Linked DNA regions of Sus scrofa: region 1 is linked to region 2. Evidence: chromatin contacts called from public HiChIP or PLAC-seq data. All regions are on one chromosome and are shown on one strand. The core of a region is the stretch at or near the end of the contact, and the rest is flanking DNA. Distances in the headings are between cores, read along the strand shown.

Region 1 (7,103 bases), core at 1,581-4,080, 320 kb before region 2:
TGGAGCGGTTTCCGGTGGATGTTAGACAGAAACTAAATAATTAAAAGGTTTGGAGAGCGCTGTGAGCAGGAGAGGCTGGCAGCTCCATTGGCCCTAGAGAGACGTGGTCAGAATGAAGGAAAATCAATGCTCTTTTACTGGGCCGCCCTAATAAACGGGGACTAAATGGGCTCAGGAGAAACAGTGGGGAGGGGTGGTTAATTTAAGGATTTTCTTCATGCTCCGCATCTAGAAACTCAGCCCCGATTTCCGACAAACATCGGTTGTAAGAAGACGGAGACTGAAGAGAAGCTCCAATTCCAAGTCGGGAGGACCTCCACGTTTCCACGAATTGCAAATGAAGTTGACTAGTCTTTCTGCAAGCATTGTGTATTTAAGCAGGACATCCCCGGAAAACCAAGCTAAGGCTGACTATTGTTTTTCCTTCTCCGCCCAAAAGGAATCCTCCAGAACTTACTTTTAGGTACGGTCCCGTCTATGTCGATTTTTTGTTTGTTTTGTATTTGTAGGGAATTTTATGGAATATAGACGCGAAGAGGGAATAATGTCTTCAATTACGATCACCCCAATCAAGCTCTTAGCACCGTCCGTGAGAAAGCCTGCGGGAGAACCCACACTCTCTCCTCGCACACATGGCTCTGGGGTGAGCCGCGCGTGGAACCTGAGTCTTCTCTTCCCGCCTGACCCTTGCACACCCTGGCCGCGTTTTGGGCCCGGGCGGCTGCAGGAGCCAGAGCGCCGCTAGGGGATGCAGTGGCTCAAAGCACAGAGAGAGGCCGGGGAGGTTGGAGCCCGCTGGGCCGGCCAATCGCCGCCCGGCCGCAGCCTTGCGCGCTGATTGGCCCCTTCTCGGCCCCGCCCCGTATGCCCCGCCCCCTCCTCGGAGCGTCTCAGAGCCCAGCTCCCTCCGCCGGGGGCTGCCCAGCCGGACTCAGCGAGTCCCGCGGGCTGCGGGGCCCCGGGGAGGTTGCTGCTGTCCTGCCCCGCGGCTGGGGTGGGGGGTCGGAGGAGGAGGAGGGGGCTGGGGAAAAACGCCGGGAGCCAAAGTAGGGCGCCGGGCGGGGAGTAGGGAAAAAGTTGGGTAACCGGAGTGAAGACCCGAGTGCTTTCTCTCCGGCCACTCTCCCTGTTCCTGGGGAGCCGGAGTCGCCCCCTCTCCTTTTCATCCTTCACTGTTGTCGCTCAAGTCAAAAGCACACATCGATTACAAATATTAGGTCTGGAAAGGACAGCTGCAACAGCTGAAACTTTCATCGAGAGGCTTCTAACGCGAGAGGTTGGGAGAATGTTGACCACGACCACCAAAGTAACGTGGACGTTTCAATCAAAGGCAGGCCCCGCCCCCCATTCCTCGCTCTCTTAAGCAATTCCCGAAAGAAGCACATCTCCGAGAACTTTGACGTTACATTTTTTCCCCCTGATCATTTTACGGATCCCAGAGACCCCACATCAATAAACCAGTCAATACCCAGGACTGAATACCGAAAAAATGTTTGCTCATTTAAAAAGTCAGAAAAAGAAAGGCTGCCTGTAGAAATAAACTTTATGAATGGGGCAGGCCGGTTTCCTCGGTACGGAATAATCTACCCAGCCGGATGAATTGGCAGGAGCGGGAGCCACATTTAAAGGGCCAGAGCGCGAATTCCCTCCTGCCCGCCCCCTCCACCTCAAACCCCGGGCCGCCTCGCCCACCCGCCCCGCTGCCCCTCCGCCCGAGCCGCCCTCTGCGGCGCCCCTTTCCGGTCAGTGGAGGGGCGGGGGGAGAGGCGGGGGTGCGCGGAGGGGGTGGTGGTGGTGAAGTCCTGAGCGGGTTTGGGTTGCAGTTTCCTTGTGCTTGTGATCCTGTCCCCTCCTCGCCAGCGCCAGGCTCCTCCCCCGTCGGCGCAGATGACACTAGAACCTCCTTAAGTTCCGTCGCGCCACAGCTGTCTGCGAACACTGAGCTGCCTGGCGCCGTCTTGATACTTTCAGAAAGAATGCATTCCCTGTAAAAAAAAAAAAAAAAAAAAAAAAAAAAAAAATACTGAGAGAGAGGGAGAGAGAGAGGGAGGAAAAGAGAGAGAGACGGAGAGAGCGCGAGACAGAGCGAGCCACGCAATCTGACCGAGCAGTTTCTGCTCGCCCAGGTCACACGCCTCCTTCTCCTCTCTGCTCCTCGCTACCCAGGTTGGTACTTGCGACTTTTTTTTTTTTAAAGTTTGATTTGTTTTCTCTCTCCATATGGAAGGACTTTAAAACATTAAAAAAAAAAAACCCCAAAAAACCCAACCTCAACTCTCCTCTTTTGGAGAGTTTCTAAGGGCTGGAAAGTAGGTCCAGGGACCTGGATCCCCGGAGGGAGGGAGCTGTCGTCCTAGTTGGAGCCGCTCACTCAGTCCCGGGCTCCCGGGAGAGCCGGGCAGCTGGGGATGTACTCGGGAGTCGCTCCCTCTCGGCGGTCTCCCGGTGCTCCTGGCTCCGGAGGAGGCGTGCGCGTGTGCGCGTGACCTGGGGGCGCGGGCGCGGGGCCGGGCGGCTCGAGGGTAGGTGGTGCCACTTCGTAAACTCAGGTGCTAAGTACTCAGGACCTCATCCAGGTCTCTCCTTTCCTTTGCAGGTGACCCAGGAGAGACTCAGTCTCGGAACGGCCGAGGAGCCTCACGCGCAGAATCCCAGCCAGCCCTCGCCTCCTTTTGCACTTCGGGCCCCTTTTATCCTTTCCTACCTATTTTTTTGGAATTTCTTTTTTCTCCGTCTTCTTCTCTTTGCTAAACTACCCCTCAAAGATTTTTTTTTTTTTGAAATCTCATTTGCTCACCTTTCTTCCTAGCTTTCCCATTCCCCCACTGAAAACAAATCCTTGAACGACCCCTGCTCCTCCGACGGCAGGAGCACCTGCAGAGCCGCGGAGCCCCCCGGACCGCCCTCCCTCTCCGCGCGCGGGTTCCGGGCCCGGCGAGAGGGCGCGAGCGCAGCCTGGGCCATGGAGGTGACGGCGGACCAGCCGCGTTGGGTGAGCCACCACCACCCCGCGGTCCTCAACGGGCAGCACCCGGACACGCACCACCCGGGCCTCGGCCACTCCTACATGGACCCGGCGCAGTACCCCTTGCCCGAGGAGGTGGATGTACTTTTTAACATCGACGGTCAAGGCAACCACGTCCCGTCCTACTACGGAAACTCGGTGAGGGCCACCGTGCAGAGGTACCCTCCGACCCACCACGGTGAGTTCGCCCCGGGTGCGGGGACCCCCGCCCAGCTGTCCCCGCTCTCCCAGGTCGGGAAGGCAGGGAGGGACCAGGGGGTGGGGAGACAGAAGCAGCCAAAGCCCCCAAGCGCCGTTTCTGCATCATTAAAAAATTTGGGGCCCGGAAATGGGCGAGGAAGGCGTCTCGATCGTCGCGAGAGTGTGTTTTTCAAAACAGCCGCAGCAGGCGGCTCTCCGCGCCTGCAGTCCCCGGGGGCCTGGCGCTCACCTGGCGGGCGCCGCGCTGCAGCCCTCTCTCCCGGCGCGGCCGCAGGTTTGGGGGCCTCCGAGGTCCCAGGCGCAGGGAGCCGAGCCTCTGCCTCCGCCGGCCACCGCTCCCCGGGCCGAGCATCCGGCGCCGGCCAAACCTGGCTCGGGCTGGGTTCTTTGAGGGGCTTCGCTTCCCCAGTTACCCCGTAGCTCTCTCTCGGGGGCTTCTGCCGGCGCGCCTGGGTGTGCTGCTCCGGCACATTTCCAGAAAGGCCAGAGAGACGCACTTAGTCGCAACCCGGTGTCCTGACCTTCCTCCAAAGCCAGAGCATTTGGTTTCTAGGCAGCTTTTCCACCTTGTGGCTCTAAGGAAAAGAAGTCTGGTGCTTGACGGGGGTTGGGGGGAAAGACCACCGTCTTAAGTTTGTGACACTGGGGTTCCCTGGATTCCCGGTTGCAGAGAATTCCCTGCGTCTCTGCTTTTCCGCGGCCTCATTGCTGTGCTCCGGCAACTCTCGCCCAGCTGTCCTCGGGCCTACCCCAGCGCCCCTGGGCTCCCCCCAAAGATTTAGGATCCATTAGGGTTTCTTTCTAGGCAGGAGGGATTCTAGTTGCCTTTTCTTTTCTTTCTTTTTTCCCTTTCTCTTTCTCGGTGAGAAGTTTGCAGTTCTGGAGTGGTAAAGAGAAACCTGGCCCTATGTAGTTGGGAGACAAGGTTTCCAGCTCCAAGTGTGTTTCCCTAGAAGACATAGCAACGTTTCAGGTGGAGGAAGTATGAGGGGCTCTCTGGCAGGTCTGCTCCAGTTCCCCTCCTTAGGTTCTCCGGGTTGGGGCCGATGACAGAGGCCCTCCGGCAGCAGGAGGTCTCCACCCTGCTGTCACCAGCTTTTAAACAATTGTTTCTGCAGATGGGGCGCTCTTTGCCCTTGTTCTGTGCACATCAGCAGTTAAGTGAAAATGCGGTAACTGCAGCCTTAATATTATTTACTACACCTACTTCCTGCATAATGTGAATCTTGACCCTTGGGGTTCAGAGAACTCCCCTTCCCCCTCGACTCCCCTCCCCTTCCTCTCTTAAGATTTTAGTTTCAGTATTGTTCTTAATGGTTAAATAGAATGTCAGATGCTGAGGCAGGTCCTGGATTAAAAGATCAATAAGTGCGTGCATTTGCACTTGCCGTTTAAACGTACCCTCTCAGAGCCTCTGGACCGGTCTGAGTTATGGCTGCCTTAAAACCCTGTGTTTCAAATGCAGGCTCAGATTCCTCTGGGTGTGAGCAAAGTAGACCCAGGCAGTGGAGTTTTGTGTCTCAGGGGCTCAGGTGAAAATTCACATATTGCGCTGGTGAAAATGCAACTGTGAGGGCCTACGGGCCTAGCTGACTTTTTTTTCAGTAGGATTTGGGAGGGTGGGAGAGGCAGACAAAGCTGCCACCCCAGGGTGCAGCCTTGGAAACCTTCTAAAACAGCCCGAGCAATCCATTTCCCTGCAAATCCCACTTCGGGCCTTGCCGATTATGAACTAGCCCTGAAGTTGGGTTACACGGAGGAACCCCAAATGGCCCTTGTCCTCTCCGCCATGTCCTCTTCTCCTGCAGGCACGGGGCTTGGTCAGCTGGGCGCTGCAGCTGGGTCTCTCCTGGGGTCCGCGTGTTTTCCTGCTTTTGAGCGGTGGCCGCGAGGCCAGCCTCACCCCTTCAGGCCTCATCTTTCACAGCGCATTCTCTTATCAGGCTGCCTGGGGTTAGGTCTGGGATGAGGGCCGCTGGGCCATTGAAGGAAACCAATAAATCAAGTCAGGTTCTAGAGAGACCTCAGGGGCTGGGATTTAGAAAGTGTATCTGGAGAGGCCGAGGAGGCCAGGGGCCTGACTCTGCTCCTTGGAGGCACCTCTTGGGTGTCAGACACAGGCTCTTCAAGCCCAGGATGTGATGGGAAGCCTGTGTGGGAGACAGGGGTGAAAAGTGCGGCCTGGTCCAGGGACTGCTGGGGCTGCCTGGGTGGGGGAGAGCCGGCCTGTCCGCCCAGCCCAGCCCAGGTCCCGGCTGTGTTGGGGTTGACCTGCCCCCAGGGGCTGGGGCTGATGGGATGATGCCCAGGTGTCTGGGGGCCTCTGGGGGCTGCTCTCACCTCCTGTCTCTCTCTTGTCCCTTCCTCTGCCCTGCGCAGGGAGTCAGGTGTGCCGTCCCCCTCTCCTGCACGGATCCCTGCCCTGGCTGGACGGCAGCAAAGCCCTGGGCAGCCACCACACCGCCTCGCCCTGGAACCTCAGCCCGTTCTCCAAGACGTCCATCCACCACGGCTCCCCGGGGCCCCTGTCGGTCTACCCCCCGGCCTCGTCCTCCTCCCTGTCGGCGGGTCACTCCAGCCCGCACCTCTTCACCTTCCCGCCCACCCCGCCGAAGGACGTCTCCCCGGACCCGTCCCTGTCCACCCCGGGCTCGGCCGGCTCGGGCCGCCAGGACGAGAAGGAATGCATCAAGTACCAGGTGCCGCTGCCCGACAGCATGAAGCTCGAGTCGGCGCACCCCCGCGGCAGCATGACCACCCTGGGAGGGGCGGCGGCGTCCGCCCACCACCCCATCACCACCTACCCGCCCTACGTCCCCGAATACAGCTCCGGACTCTTCCCGCCCAGCAGCCTGCTGGGGGGCTCCCCCACCGGCTTCGGATGCAAGTCGAGGCCCAAGGCGAGGTCCAGCACAGGTAGGAGCCTTCTCTCCCCCGGAGACCTTGCCCCTCGCCCCCCTCCCAGCTCCCAACTCCAGGGCGGGGACCAGAGCGCGCGGTCCGGCCCTGTCCCGGGAGCGGGGAGCAGGGTGGTGGTCCTTGGAGACTCGGTTTCTTCCCGTTCTTGCCTCTTCCAGTGTTGGGGCAAAGGGCCGGGAGGATCTGATGCAAACCACCCCACCCCACGAACGGGGGAGGGAAAAAGATAAACACAACACCCCCTCCTCCTGCCTGTCCTGCCAGGGAACTTCTGGGTGCTGCCAGTAACCTTCCGTCCGTTTCCAACCGACTGGAAGGCCCGGGGATGCATCTGTAGTGTTTAATGCAAAACCGAAACCTCTTGGCACCCAAACAAACACAGGTCCCTCCTGTGACCCCCGGCCTCTGCGTCCCCAGGGTTCCTCTCTGCTCAGCTCAGAAGGGGCCACCCAGTTGCCAGAGGACAGCCCCTGACACAGACGCGGCTAAATCGAGCGAGTGTATATTTTTCGCAGGGGGCGGGACCCAGGCAAAAGTAGCTCAGGGACCGGAATGCATGGGAAGGGGGCCCATCCATCGCGACTTCTGGGGGGGGGGGTCTGCCCCGGGCAGTAGTGCGAGAACAGTCCGAAGGCCCAGATACCAGGCAGGGGCAGAAGGCCTCTCAGGATGGATCCGAAGCCAGAGGGGTTTGGAAAGGCCGGAAAAGATCCCCCAGGTGTGTCTCTGCTTCCTCGCCCCTCCCTCTCTCAGAAAAGCGCTCCCCGTCTAACAGCGAGCTGCACGTTTGTTCTCCTGCTGTGGAGTCTGGCATTCAAAGGAAGGCAAAACCCACACAAAATATTTTTGCTTTAAAAAGCAAATAATCCATCACCAGTGTCTAACCGAGGCAGCTGAATCAGAGAGCTGGGGGTTCTCGGAGATGCGATTTCACTGTATCTTTTGAGATGGTTTCCTG
Region 2 (6,989 bases), core at 1,513-4,012:
CTTCCTTCCTCTCCCCCTCTTTCTTCCTTGGTGAATGGCATCCTTGTTTTCCGAACAGAAATCTGGGAGTCATTTTTTTGGGGGGCGGGGTCTTTTTAGGGCTCCACCTGCTGCCTATGGAAATTCCCAGGCCAGGGGTCGAATCAGAGCTGTGGCTGCTGGGCTACACCCCAGCCACAGCAATGCCAGATCCGGGCCTCGTCTGAGACCCATGCTGCAGCTAGCAGCAACACCATGTTCTGAACCCACTGGGCGGGCCCGGGGATTGAACCTGCATCCTCATGGATACCAATCAGGTTCTTCACCCGCTGAGCCACAATGGGAATTTCTGGGAGTCATTTTTAACATCCCATTACTTCCAACCTAATTCAGTTAGCAGTTCTGCTCATCCCCACTCTGCTAAAAAATCCCTAAGTTAGAAAGCAGGTAGAGCAAAGAGAACCCCACCCAGTAATCTGCGATGACCCATGGTGGAAGAGAATCGGAAAGAGAATGCCTGTGTAGAGATGTGTACCTGAATGTCTTTGTCGTAGGGCAGAAATGACCACGACATTGTCAATTAATGCTGCTTCAATAAAACTTTAAAGACTGAAAATAAATTTAAAAAAGAAAGCAGGTAAAGAGCAGCTAGGAAACACCTGAAGGAATTGACCTGCACTATTCGCAGTCAGGGGACTGAATGCTGGTGTGTGTTTACCATTTTCCAGGAAAAGGGGACATTTTCACGCCAGTCTCTCAACTTCAACTCACCCCTCACCTCCCACTCCACCTTTAATCTCTTCACACTTGTCATCAGAGAGTCTTTTCTGAAACTGAAATTTGACTATACCATGCCTCTACTTAAAGTCTTACTGTTTTCAGCAAATAATCCAAATGCCCTGACAGGTCCTTCATGAGCTGCTCTGGCCTTCCTACCTCTTTAGTCTCATTTTGGAGCCTTCCCATTTTCCTCCCCTGCCCTGGGAAGCCTCTAGAACTGTTGTTCTGGGCTTTCTCTTGACTCTGCGCTTTCGATATGTTTCCCCACGTGCAGCCCCAGCGCTGGCAGAAGTAACTCCTACTCTGGAGCCACAGCCTCTGGGAAGTCTTCCGGGACTCTCTCACCTTGAGTCTGATGCTCCCGCCTCCCCTTTGCGTTCTCATCACAGTCCACGCACAAGCACACCGCAGTTTTTGCTTTGACCAATGACGCCTATCTCTTTACTTCTCAGGCTTCTCAACTCAATGATCCAGTCCATCCCTGCCTCTTCAGTGTCATCATGGCAGCCCAAGACGCATAAGAAACAGTCACTAAGGATTGACTGCGGAGGCAACAGTGGCTCACCGTCGCTGACATCCGCTACTGGGAAATGGAGTGAAGGCGAGACAAGAGAGCTGAGAAAAAGAACCAGATTCCCTCTTTTGCACCCATCAGACCTTTGAGAAGGACTCTCTGTTCTATTGTGCAGCATCCTTTAAACGCACTTACACATCCAGTCCTGAGTTCCGTCATGTCTAGAGCATAGTGGAAGAGAATGACGTGGTGTGTGAAGGTATCCGATGTTATTTTGGGTGGACTGAGGGTCCTGTTATGTCTGGTTCTCTGGGAGTCTACTCTGGGCTGAATTCTCTACCTCAACTTTGTCCTGATAGGACCCCCTTCCTCCAGGGCTCATCTGTGAGCCTTCAAGGACTAGGGTTCAGGAAGAGCCAGATCTATTCAATTGTCATTCTGTGGGATGTCCAGCTAGGTCCAGATCTATGGCTGTGTGTGTGTGTGTGTGTGTGTGTGTAGAGAAAGAGAGAGAGAGAGACAAAACCAGAGAAAGATGGAGGAGAGACAGAAAAAGATGGGGGTGGGGGTGGGGGTTAGAAAGAAACAGCTTGATATGGCTTTTCATTCCCATTCTCTCTCCTCTCACTATCTATTTTCCTCCTGTGGGGGGCTAATTAAATGCCAGGCCCTCTGCTCCATACTTTGTATGCATTCCGTTATTGTACACACCCTGTTTAATCATATTGATCATGCCTATCTAGTCCTCGCAAAGTTTTCGACTAAGGTTTAGAATTCTGGAGTAAGATTTGCTTGGTCACACAGCTAGTAAGTTGCACAGCTGGATCAAAATTCAAGTCCTTCTGACTCTAAACAAACCTTCCCAATTTGTGTGAATTTTTACGTTAAACTGCCTAATAAAATCCCACTAGAAAATAATTATTTTGCGGATGCCCTCCTCTACTTCCTCTTCTTCATTTCTTTTGCCTGAAAATACATCCCAAAACCCGTGACTGTCCGGATGTGTTCTCCCAGAGCAAGTCTTAGGTTCCATGTCAGGAAGCTGCATGTGGCCTTAAGTTGAGACCAGCTCATCAATACCCTCTGAGAACAGAGGCCACGCCTCTAAAAGCATTTTAACAATTCTGCTCTGAACCAAATCTGAATAACAGATGCTGACTCTCGGCAAGACTGTTAGGCAGTCCAGTCATAATTAAAATGATGGCCTTGGTTCCCGTTTCTCCAGCCCCACTTCTGCTCCGATGCTTTTTCTCTTGCGGAGAGACTGCTGGGAGACGGCCTTGGAGGGAAGAAACGCTGGTCCTTGTGTATGGCCGTGGGTCCCAGAGTTTTGCTGCTCTGGGTGTGAGGTGTGGCAGTTACGGGAAGGGCCTGGGAGGGGCAGGAATGGGGTGGGAGGGCGGGGAAACACACAAAGGCCTCAGGGTGGGTCCCTTGGCTGCGGCTGGACCCTTTGTCCTGGACAGTCCGGGGAGCCCGTGTTCTACCAGTGAACTAGGAGCTGCCCAGCCACGCAGTCTCCACAGGAAAACGTCTGGCTTTTGCTCCACAGTCTTGGGGGCAGTGACTGACGCTTCCCTCTTTTGTGACTTTCAGGTCTTTGGTGAGAGGGAAATCACACACTTAGCTAATGGAGCCTCCAGTGTCTGTCTAAAGACATTCCAAACGACCAGAGCTGATGGCCAGAGGTTAAGAGGAAGGTGAAAAACTGCTCCTCCTCCTTGCAAATTTGTTTTGCTTTCTTTTTAGTTTGGAGTGACCGGAGGCTCTTACTAGAAACCTATTTTGTTATGCAAATGCATCCTCGCCCCGACCCCACCTGCCCCTTCCAGCCCCTTCCAGAATTCCTAAATTAGCAGGTAAATTGTAGTTAGGAAAAACGCCCAGAGGAAGCTGAATCTTGGTATATGTTAGAAATTCTGAGTTAAAAAGGAAGTGCTTTCATGCACCAGTGTTTGGGAAAGTCTCCTTTGGATTATTATTATTTTTTTTTTGGTTGCATATTTGTGTCTGTTTGTTTTTTGTTGTTTGGTTTTTTGGTTTTTTATAGGCACACCTGCAGCATATGGAAGTTCCAGGGCTAGAGGTCAAATTGGAGCTGCAGCTGCCAGCCTTCAGCCTGGGCCACAGTCACAGCGACGTGGGATCCGAGCTGCATCTGTGACCTACCCAGATCCTTAACCCACTGAGGGAGGCCGGGGATTGAACCCACATCCTCATGAATACAAGTTGAGTTCTTAACCCACTGAGCCACAAGGGGAACTCCTGGCTGCATATTTGATTCAACCCTTCTTCACCCAGTGCTTCCTACCTGAGTCAGGGAGTGTGTGGTAGCTGCTGAGAGGGAAGCAAAAGGCATCACAAAGATCTCTGTCCTCAGGAGTTTTCAGACTCCGGAGGAGCCCAGCTATTTATCCCAACAGACTGGGGACCACTGGGGTCTGTGTTTATGCAGCTCTGTATTCCCAGCACCCCACAGGGCTGGACACCTGCTGAGTATTTCAGAATAGAGTGGCTGGATGAAGAAATGGCATCCAGAGAAGGGGCATCCTCTATATGCTGTGATCAGCTAGGGGTACCTTCTAGAGATACCCCAGGAAAAGCAGGTGAACCCTGTGGGGTGATCCGAGAAGACTTCCTGGAGTATCTGACCTAGTTCTTGCACGAGGAAAAGGTTAAAAGTCGTGATGAGGGCCTGTTCCTTGGAGAGATGATGGGTAAACCGAGAATGGACCAGTCTGAGCTTGAGTGAGTTTGTGCTGGAGAGAAGAGGATTAAAACAAATACATAAAAACAAGGAAACACTCTGAATAGTGGGTACCATGGCGCTCAGGGAAATTGTAATTCATGTTTTTTCTTCTTTCTGCTGAAGTTCTACCATGGAATGAGGTGCCATTCTTATTTACTAAAGGGAACTGGTATGATTCTGGGCCTGGCCCAAAGATTCAGAGTGTGTAATGGCGGTCATGGCTGTCGCTAAAGGGAACAGAAGTCCAGGCTCCACTGAGGATGAGAATGGCAGTGTCTTTGCCTTGAACCCTGGTGTGCTCATTCTTTTGAAGACTTTTACTAAATATTTAAGCATACTGCTTTCTGTTTGTCTTTTTTTTTTTTTTTTTTTTTTTTTTTTTTTTGGTGTTGAAAGGTTGACTCAGTTGAAGAGTTCACTTGGTCAGTGTTTGCAATAGGATGTGGGTATTTTCCACATCCTTAAGCTGTGAAACCATCTTGGAGCAGTCTTCCCCTCCCATGTAAAATGTGTGAATTTGCAACAGGGACAGAGGTAATCTAAAGGGCAACCCACCTCCCCGAAGTGCCTAATGTAACCCTAGGCTTGACACCAGGAGCTCCTGGACATCCCCAAACCCACTGCTGGCAAGTCTCAGCGTCCTCCTTCATCTCCCCAGATAGAGAGGCTAGTCTAAGAGTGCAGTCAGTAGACACATGCACTGCAGGACCATGGATGGACCTGGAGATTAGCACAGTAAGCTAAGTAAGTCAGAGAGAGAAAGACAAACACCATATGATATCACTTACGTGTGGAATCTAAAATACGACACAAATGAACATATCCGCAAGACCGAGATAGACTCAGAGACATATAGACCAGACTTGGGATTGCCAAGGGGGAAGAGAGGGAAAGGGATGGACTGGGAGTTTGGGGATTAGCAGATGCAAACTATTATATATATAATATAGGATGGATAAACAAGGACCTCCTGTAGAGCACAGGGACGTATCTTCAATATCCTGTGATAACCCATCATGGAAAAGAATATGAAAAAGGATATATATGTATAACCGAATCACTTTGCTGTACCACAGAAATTAACACAGCACTGTAAATCAACTGGACTTCAATAACGTTAAAATAATCAATAAACAAAATAGGCAAAAGCAGATGACAAACCAAACATCAGGATCAAGGGAAAGTACCAAGTCACTTATCACTAACTGGGGATCCTGTGTACCTCGTCCGCGCAAGGGGAAAAACGTTCACGTTTCTAATGGAGCAGTATGCAAATATATACAAATCAATGACATGCAAATGAAGTACGTAATTTCTGAAAGGACACAGAGCAAAGGAGATAAAAGGTGTGGTTAAGGGAAAAACATCCCGAACATAAAATGACTCGAGTGGATGCATTCTTGTCAGTACCTTTGGAGACCAGAAGGTTCTGACTCAGAGTGGAAAGTGAATAATTTTTGTACAAGTGAGATTAAGCTACAGCCACATAACCAGATAGAGCCCTGAGCTATCAGGAGGACAGGAAGTTGGTTGTCTTCGTTGCTCGGCTTAACGTCCTGTGCAGAAACACAGAGGGATTTGCATGAAGCCTTTCTTTTCCATTTTGTTGGCTGCTTTCAGTAATATTCGATGAATCAGTCATGCCAACCTTTAAAAGTTAGGGAGAGAGAGAGATTTGAAGAGAGAGCAGAGATGTTGCGAAGCTCCACCGAAGCTCGCTGCATTGGAAGAGCTTCAGCGATGACAATATTTCTTACTTTGCTTCCTCGACACCTTCCAATGAGTTCAAAGCATTTGATAGACACTATCTTCAACATGCCAGTGGGGCGGGTGGTGCGGAGGGTCGTTTGTTTTCACTTTATGGATTCAGAAATGGGACCGAGTGACTGCTCAGAATTTCAAGACAGTCGCCAAGGGTTTCTGAGCCCATTTCTGGATTTTTCCTACTGAACCCTCTCTCATCTCATCCTCACATCTCTTTGATCAGATGTCTGAAACACCAAAAAGAAAGAGAACAGATGCATTTTTAACAGATTACGATCTTCTTAGGGTTTCAGCATTGGGTTTCCGCTGTATCTGAATACTTGAATGGAACCATCTCTAGTCTTCAAAAAATTGCCTGGATCATCTGAGAACCCAATATTTACGAGCGAATCGTTTTGTGAATTTCCGCGTCCAGTTTCTACATTTGCATAGAAGTTCCCTCTCTCCAAGGACCACCATCCTTTACCCTCTCTACAATGTCGTGGGCTCTGAGGTGTGCAGAAATTGAGAGGGTTTCACTTTTCCGTTTCCCAGGACCCATCACAGTGTCCTTCCCAAGACAGGTGTTCAGTGAATGTTAGCTGAACGTATAAATGTATATACTTGTGACCGAGGTGGAACCCAAAAGCCACTCGGATATTGTTATTTAACCTCAGAGTCTTTCTGACTCTGTCCCAGCAAAGTTTGGGGCTAGGGGTCCAGAAGAGGGCATTTTGCCCTTGATGCTACTGATGCTTGAGTGAATTTTTGGAGGGCTATGCTTAACATGGAGCAAGTCAGACATATAAGCCTCTTTCAATTTCTAATTTGAACGGAGACACCCTGGGCCCCGGCAAACCAGTCCTGTAGTGGTGAGTTCAGATAGAGCATTCGGTGGCCTTTGCCTAGAAGCTCCCTGCCTCTTCCCCCCAGAGCCACCCCAGGAGTCTAGGTCAGCCCACCTGCGCGCGCTCGCCAGGTACGGCCAGCTGACAGTCTGTGGAGCACTGTCACTGTGGAGTTTGCTTTCCTTGGTTTTCCCGACCATTAATGGCTAAGAAGCTTGGCCTTCCTCTGGTCTCTCAAAAGCAGGGATGCAGCTGTGAGCACCAAGTGAGCTTTTTACCACAAAGCTGCAGGTACAAACCCCCTTTTTAGATACTCTGCTTGGGTCACAAAGGACCCTCGGCCTGGGGACACCCTCCAGAGCCTCAAGCAGCTGGG

What was found. HiChIP or PLAC-seq counts read pairs in DNA pulled down with a chosen protein or histone mark.
Region 1: an H3K27ac HiChIP or PLAC-seq map of skeletal muscle shows a contact between it and region 2, with 15 times the contacts expected there. The contact joins the promoter of GATA3 here to the enhancer-like site in region 2. A contact is called at or near these places in 7 of 47 Hi-C or Micro-C datasets (epiblast stem cells, heart right ventricle, mesenteric adipose tissue and 3 more) and 1 of 2 datasets of contacts at active chromatin or transcription factors (skeletal muscle).

What each region holds. Positions count from the first base shown.
Region 1 is chr10:63,383,690-63,390,792 of Sscrofa11.1, reverse strand. GATA3 (GATA binding protein 3) reads left to right here and starts at 2,830. Exons shown (of 5, transcript NM_001044567.1): 1 at 2,830-3,203; 2 at 5,606-6,142. The coding sequence starts at 2,963.
Region 2 is chr10:63,068,189-63,075,177 of Sscrofa11.1, reverse strand. No RefSeq gene overlaps it. Among named protein-coding and RNA genes, the nearest start is that of GATA3, 320 kb to the left of the region's middle. Within about 2 kb of position 2,762, at least 11 of the 83 cell types and tissues checked have an H3K27ac peak or open chromatin away from gene starts, as enhancers often do. A contact at or near this core is called in epiblast stem cells, retroperitoneal adipose tissue and skeletal muscle, where this site is marked.